Linked DNA regions of Bactrocera dorsalis: region 2 is linked to region 1. Evidence: chromatin contacts called from public Hi-C data. All regions are on one chromosome and are shown on one strand. Each heading gives the region's core, a stretch centred on a gene start, on an enhancer-like site or on the middle of the called end of the contact. The rest is flanking DNA. Distances are from core to core; before and after follow the strand shown. Region 1 holds the start of LOC105230821 (odorant receptor 22c). Region 2 overlaps LOC105230770 (cryptochrome-2).

Region 1 (3,448 bases), core at 210-2,709:
TCTGTGAAGTTCAAATACGAAATATTTGCCTGCTCGCGCCAGATACCTATTACTAAAGCCATTTATTGGACTTCTTTCTACTTGATTTTATAAAGGAAATACTTTTCGAGGTTCCTTACTTTTTTAAAGGAACAACACAGAGACTTCAAATTTAATGGAGAATGCTTATCATAATTCGAAAGAACATTCTTTAGCATTTATTTTTTGAAGATAATCTTTTTCAAATATTGGCCGCGGCTACGTCTCAGATGGTCCATCCGTTGAGCCCAATTTTCGATTCAATTCCAAAGCCTGAATCGAAGCGGGATTGTCTGCATAGGATTTCGATTTTACAAATCCCCATAAGAAAAAGTCTAACGGTGTGGTATCTTATGATCTTGGGGACCAATCGATTGGCCACAACCGTGAATAACGTTAGTACGATCTGGTAAGAACGGCACCAAACCAATTCTCCACAGTCTTCGTGTACACTCTCAACTATGATTACTATATTTTCTTCACTGTGGTATATTCGGTTGAATAGTTCGCTCAGTATACCGAGTATACCGATTATGTTGGCCTTGAGTTGAGCAAAACGCGCGATATACATTCTCCAAAGGATCGAAAACGGGCATGAAGGGAAAATATTACCGAAAGCAAAAAAAAATTTTCAAAAATTAAAATTTTGCTTGAATGCAGCATTCTTCTTTATGTACAGAGTTACAGAATGCGTATGAAAATTTGATCTAAGACTGAAAAACTATACTCGTAGAAGCCTATTACATTTTATTCAAAAACACAGGAAAGTCCGGCATACTTAGAATTCCGGATTTTCTACAATATCGGCCATCAATATGTTCTCATGAAAAGTTTCTTAACTTTATTGAGTTTTTCGTCTTCTAACGAAATAAAATGTTCGTGGACGCTAGAATCCGTCTACTAAATCAGATCTCCTATGAAAATGTGTATTCAATTAGAGCAACTCGTATTTAGTTAAGCTCTAAACTGTTCAGTTGGTGTAGCGCTGTGAGTTTCTCTCACTTCTTTTAGGGTTATAAGTAGCCCTCCTAATCGTAGCCTTCGCGACCACCACACACGACTATCACATACAACCTAAAAGCTGCCCCCTCTGAACCCTGTAAATGTTTATGAACTTTTTCTCAGTTTTTGTAATTAAAAGTTTCACCGCTAAATGGAAATTACGAATTTTGAATTAAATATTTTTATGATTTTGAATGCATTGTTATGAATTTAAAATTCGGGTGGCCAACTACATTAGAAGTTACACAACTTTCTGGCATGCACTATGATTATTAGCCACATAAACACACGCGCATGTGCGTAGTTATATAGTTATAAATAGCATGTAGATGTGTTTAGTAATTATAGCCTGTGGGCGTAACCCATGCATGTAACATCAGCTAATGCTGCTTTCACCTAATTACGGTACGATGCTATAAAATAAATGGCGCCAATTCGGTTAGCAACATTCGTGTCCACGCATTTCGAGCGTTAAAAGCTACGCATTGCTGCTGACACACACTCGTTGTTGCCTTGAAATTAGCATACCACTTTGTACGCCGCCGTTAGCTGTTCAGCTGTCATAAGATGCGCCGTCTGTTGGGTCCACAGGTGCCCATCGAACGCAGCTTCTTTCGCATTCCGCGCTTTTCGGCTCGCGTCGCCGGTTTTTGGCCACAATCAACTAATCGGCATCGTTCATGGCTAACTGCGTTGCGTTTCTACGTGAATACCTTTGCCGTGGCCGTCGGCGGTTTCGGTGAGGTTTCCTACGGTTTCGTTTATTTGTACGATCTTTTTAGCGCGCTCGAGGCTTTCTGTCCGGGAATTACCAAGGTCATTTCACTATTGAAGATGACCATATTTTTTGGGCGCCACAAGCGTTGGCAATATGTGATTAATAGTATGCACCAATTGTTGTTGCTAGGTAAGTGCTGCGGGCCGTAATGCCCTAACGCGTAAAGGGTGGTTCTTAATGTGTGTTTTAATCATTTGATTTTTACGGGCTCTGAGAATATTGATAAAAATTCAACGGCGAAGCTGAACAACTTTTTAAAAGATTCATAAGGAATGTGCTTCCATTAAAGTGAGTTTTTTTGTCGAAACGAGGTTCCGACTGTGGGTGCTGGTTTGGGCAGTAAGTTAGCGAGACTGTTAAGTGAGTCAAGCACATTTTCGGTCTCCGTCTTTGTGCGAATGTTTCTGCCGTAGCTTAGCCTTTGACCTGAGCCTAACCCTTAAGTGAGGTTGAGTTCCATGGCTCATAGACGTTTGATATATGTTTATTTGATGGAAATCGAAAACGTGGACTCTGAATGAAAAGGATTGGAGTCGTGGTATCCTCGGCCAAAATTTAATAACCTATAGGTTAGGTTCAGTTCCATGGTTGATAGAGGCTTAATATATGTTTCTTGGTCGGAAATCGAAAACATGGACTCGGACCATCTTAAATTTCAGTAAAATATGGTGTTATACCACTGATTCGGCTGAAGATTTTTATTTGAGGGATACCAAGAGCGACCAATTCTTTCGCTTGAGTTCCGAAATGATAAAACTCACCTTATGAACCACCCTTTACATATGCACATCGCAGCCTGCAAGTTTTGTCGTAAAATCCAAATATTCGTGTGCATATGTGCCCTAATTTTGGCGTAGTGCCTCCGCAGCAATTGTTGTTTTTGTGTAACTTTTCTATTCCACATTTGTTACTTCGCACTACCGCAGACACCAGCGCCGAAAAGCGCCGCATCGTGGAGCCACTGGCCTCGTTTGGTTCCGCGTTGTCCTTTGTGCTGCTCTTATCTGGTTCGCTAACGAATACATTTTTCAACATTTTGCCGCTGCTGAAAATGGGCTACTACAAGTGGCAGTCGCTGGAAGTCGAGCTGTTATTGCCCTTCAATGTTATGTAAGTGAGCTTATGCATTATTTTGGTAGTATTTTTCGCACTCCGTTTCTGTTGCAACTCGCGCTGAGCATTAAATCTTAATTGCAAAGTTATTTTCAGGCTTATAAAGCTGTAGGAATATAGAAAAGTGAGAGTTCTTTTAGCTTAAGGGCTTATCCTTGACCGCAGCCAGTACAATGCGGGCCGCATAGTGCGAAGAGTTGAGAAGTTGTGGCATTAGCGTAAATTTTTTATACTACAGATGGAAATATCACTACTTGCTTGTTATAGAAAAATGTTGGGCTGACCAATTAGTGACTTGGAATGACCATGCCAGCAGAGGTTTAAGTTGGTAGTGCCGATCGCGGGTTCGGAATAATTTTTGATTCTGTGAAAACTACAGAAAATAATGAATTCTGGAATTTAGTTTATTTTACAATCACAAAAAAGATACACATTTCCATGAAACGCTGTCCATGGAGAGGAGTCCTTAGCAGGTTTTTCATTATTGCACTACACCGCACTTATAATTACTGCTGTCGTAAACATCGCAAAGTAATT
Region 2 (3,609 bases), core at 501-3,000, 220 kb after region 1:
CTTCTTTTATCGACTTAATGTTTGAAGACCTGAATTATCTGTCTGGTTTGGATACATTAAAGCTTTAAGGCATTTAAGGATTGTAAATATTTATTTGGATCTGGATCATTCGAAACCATGAGTCAATTCTGAGCTGGTCACACATTCGTTACACTTTTTATTGTATGCAAGGGCTTCCTCTCTCGGCGAACAAACCCAAAACTCTATAAGTCCTTCATTATTCCCGTCCTGCTAGATGGTGCAGAGGCATGGCCGATGACAACATCTGATAAGTCGACGATACGAGTTTTCGAGAGAGGGGTTCTGCGAAAGATGTATGGTCTTTTGCGCATTAGCAACGGCGAATATTGCATCCGATGGAACGATAAGGTAAGAGCTATACGACGACATTGACTTAGTTCAGCGAATTAAGAGACAGCGGTTAAGCTGGCTAAGTCATGTTGTCCGTAGGGATGAAAACAATCTATCTCTAAGAGTATTTGAAGCAGGACCCGCCGAGGGAAGCAGATGAAGACCTCTACTCCGTTGGAAAGAACAGGTGGAAAAGGACCTGACTACACTTGGAATCCCCAATTGGCGCCAACTAGCGAAAAGGAAGAACGACTGGCGCGCTGTTGTAAACTTGGCTATAATCGCGTAAGAGGTGTCTACGTCAATAAAGGAGAAGAAGAAGCAATCACAAGCGAATACCAGGTGAAGGACTGTGATCTGAGCCACATTCCTCATAGCTATAAATTACCAGTTCAATATAATTTTCAGCTAATCTTCGAACCATTAGTGCATCTTGAAATTTAATCTTCGAATGACTTGTGCACCAAGTTTGAAGCTCTGCCGACCAGATATTAGTTACTTAATTTGAACACAGATTCTCCCCAGGTCAGTGGGAACCTACAGAATTTACGAATATGTTTAATACACTCATTCATCGTGTAGTGAGTAAGTTCACGACCGGCAACAAAAGATTTTCTACGACAAACTTCATTAGGAACCCTTTACCTCTAAGCAACTGTGAAAGACTGGACAAATGAGTTAATTTGTATCACAAATAGGAGAAGGTCAGCCAAAAATACTGGAAAGGTTTGGCGACCCAGGATACTAACAGGTCGAGATCTAAATTCCTCAAGCAACAAAATCTAATACCACTTTTCACTGTACATAGGGAAACATAACGAAAATCTTCAAAGAGTAAAAATTTCCCACAAAGGCTGAGTTATCAAAGTCAATGTAGCTTTTCCTTAACACATTAAGAACTTAACGCGTTCTCGCTCACTTCGTTTAAACGCTAAAAAATAAACTGTTCAAGCGAATATTAGCCGCTTGGTTGCAAATCAGACCCATAACAAACAAGTCTTTCGCCGTGCCACACGCCGAGTTGGTGTATTGTATAACGTCAATAGCTGCTTAAGCTTCAGCATCAGCGGGTATTAGCTAAATCATGCGCCAAATTAAGCAATTCCAATGCAATAAGCAACGAGCCAACAAAGTCTGGTGAATGCTGCATTGTTGCACCGACAGCCAAACGGAGAATGTTGCAAGCTGAGCGAGTAGAAAAGGTGTCGAGTGGAAATGACGACGTAAACACATGTTCGACGCACACGCACACACAGACACAGAGCACATACAGGCGCTGACAGGCAGCAGACAATGCGAGCACAACAAATAGCCGAACGTCGATTGTTGGGTTCAACATAATACCTGGTGTGACGACGAATTGGCAGAGAGGGCTGCTGAAATGTCAATAGTGCATACTTGAATGTTCTTGCCACAAGTACCGTTGCAAGCAGCGGCAAGATACTCAGTTCTGTATGCGTGCCGTTAACCACCGCAAGAGACCAATTTGTTCGGCAGCTTACAAGAAGACGTTGTTGCAGCTCGCATGTGACCAATTCTTGTTCAGTTATTGGTGTTGTTGTACAACAGGGTGCATTGTGTGCATTGAGCAAATCAACGTAAGTGCTGATCTACGTCAACGTACATACATACACTAGTCGAGCAGCGCCCAACTACTTTGTGTAAACGAGGGTTTGAGGTGCGAAGAGTGAGGAGCACTGGGTCAGCGAAAGACACTTGTGCTATCGCGGATGGACGTTTAAGATAAATGAAGCTTTTAGTGTTATTAAATTTTTGGAAATTGTTTTCTTTACAAAAATGCATCGCAATTCTAAAGAGATTTACGTTTGCTCGGATGGCTCACTTGAGCTGTAGCGAAGGACGGCGCGATTATTTATTAAGTGGCCAGGCAAAAATCAAAACCGCTGAACAATATTAAATCATTGAGAGGTCGCTTGCCCTTCAACTGAGCTTACAAAGCGCAAAGTACTAAAACATAAGTCCACAACCGAACTTCAGTAGACGTTTCGCCCTTGGTTCCAGTCGAAAAGTTGTTATGAGTTTAAAATTACCCTACCGAAAGCAAGGAACGTTACTTCCCATTGAACTATTGGTTCATAATTATTAGAAAACTCTTATAAGCTCATCTATCAGAAGTCCAGAGTAGACCAGTAAGCAATAAGTCTCTGAACCACCGAACCATTTTACTTGGCATTTTTTTGTATGATTTCCTTGAAGCTCAAAGAAGAAAACTGTGACCTCTACCACATATATAAAATTCTAGCATACTGCTACAATATTTCTTGGGTGATTGCTATGTGCCTTTCCTGAACTGGTCACCCGCGACTTGCTATCTTCTGAGACCCACAGTATCAACCCGATAGACTTGGGGCTGTCTCCTAAATGAGTATGGTTGCAAAGATACCCTGCCTTTTACGTAATTCTTACTACGACTCAATGTTTATTATAATATATGATACATAAATTGCCGGGATTTGAGGCCAAACTGCTTTACTAGAAAAACAGAGTAACGACTTGGGTTTTGGATAAACTTCTCCAACAAGGCGTTCACTTCAAATGCGCTTTTCGTTATATTTTAATTCTTTCTTCGGAGTTCATATCTTAGTGGGCTAACACTAAAGCTTCTAGACTTCGGTGGTGCTTTCACAGCTATCTCGAGGCAAAACTTGTCAATATCAAATGATGATCAACACGTCAATGAAATAAAGGATTTGGTGCCTGAGAATCGACTTTTAATAGTCGGAGATCTTACTGGCATCGTTGCAATATCGGAAGGAGCAGTGAAAACCAATTTGAAAGAATATTTGGGTCTAAGCTTTTCTTAAAAGCACGATTGGTTCCAAAATCACTCAATTTTTTCGAAAACCGGCGTCACGTTAATGTCTTGAAACGCATTATTACTGACGATGAGTGTAGGATATATGCTTACGGCTCTGAAACAGACAATCAGTCGCCCGAATATCGTGGCAAAGGTGAGCCGAAGCCGAAAAAACCACGTCAAAAATCAAGATTATTGTCAGTTTTCTTCGATTATCGAGGTGTGGTGCACTCCGAATTTCTTCCGACCGGCCAAATCCGAGATACATATGTATATAATTATCTTTTCAAACTATACGATACACTCAGATACATGTAGCCACCACCAAACATTTGCATTTTGCTAGCCTGACAGCATTTTTAGTTCACAACTTCCAAATCCCGTTATTTCGGTACCAGTAAAGTGAAAGCAATTAAAAGTAAGATTTTAGTATTCACCCC

The links. Hi-C and Micro-C count contacts between places; a contact is called where the count stands out from the background.
Region 2: a contact with region 1 is called in a Hi-C map of whole body, with 2.8 times the contacts expected there. The contact joins the enhancer-like site here to the promoter of LOC105230821 in region 1. A contact is called at or near these places in 2 of 2 Hi-C or Micro-C datasets (both in whole body).

What each region holds. Positions count from the first base shown.
Region 1 is chr1:111,489,860-111,493,307 of ASM2337382v1, forward strand. LOC105230821 (odorant receptor 22c) reads left to right here and starts at 1,460. Exons shown (of 7, transcript XM_049449591.1): 1 at 1,460-1,927; 2 at 2,725-2,908. The coding sequence starts at 1,588.
Region 2 is chr1:111,712,416-111,716,024 of ASM2337382v1, forward strand. The region is part of intron 3 of LOC105230770 (cryptochrome-2); the gene reads right to left. Among protein-coding and RNA genes, the nearest start is that of LOC105230769, 18 kb to the right of the region's middle. Within about 2 kb of position 1,751, the one cell type or tissue checked has open chromatin away from gene starts, as enhancers often do.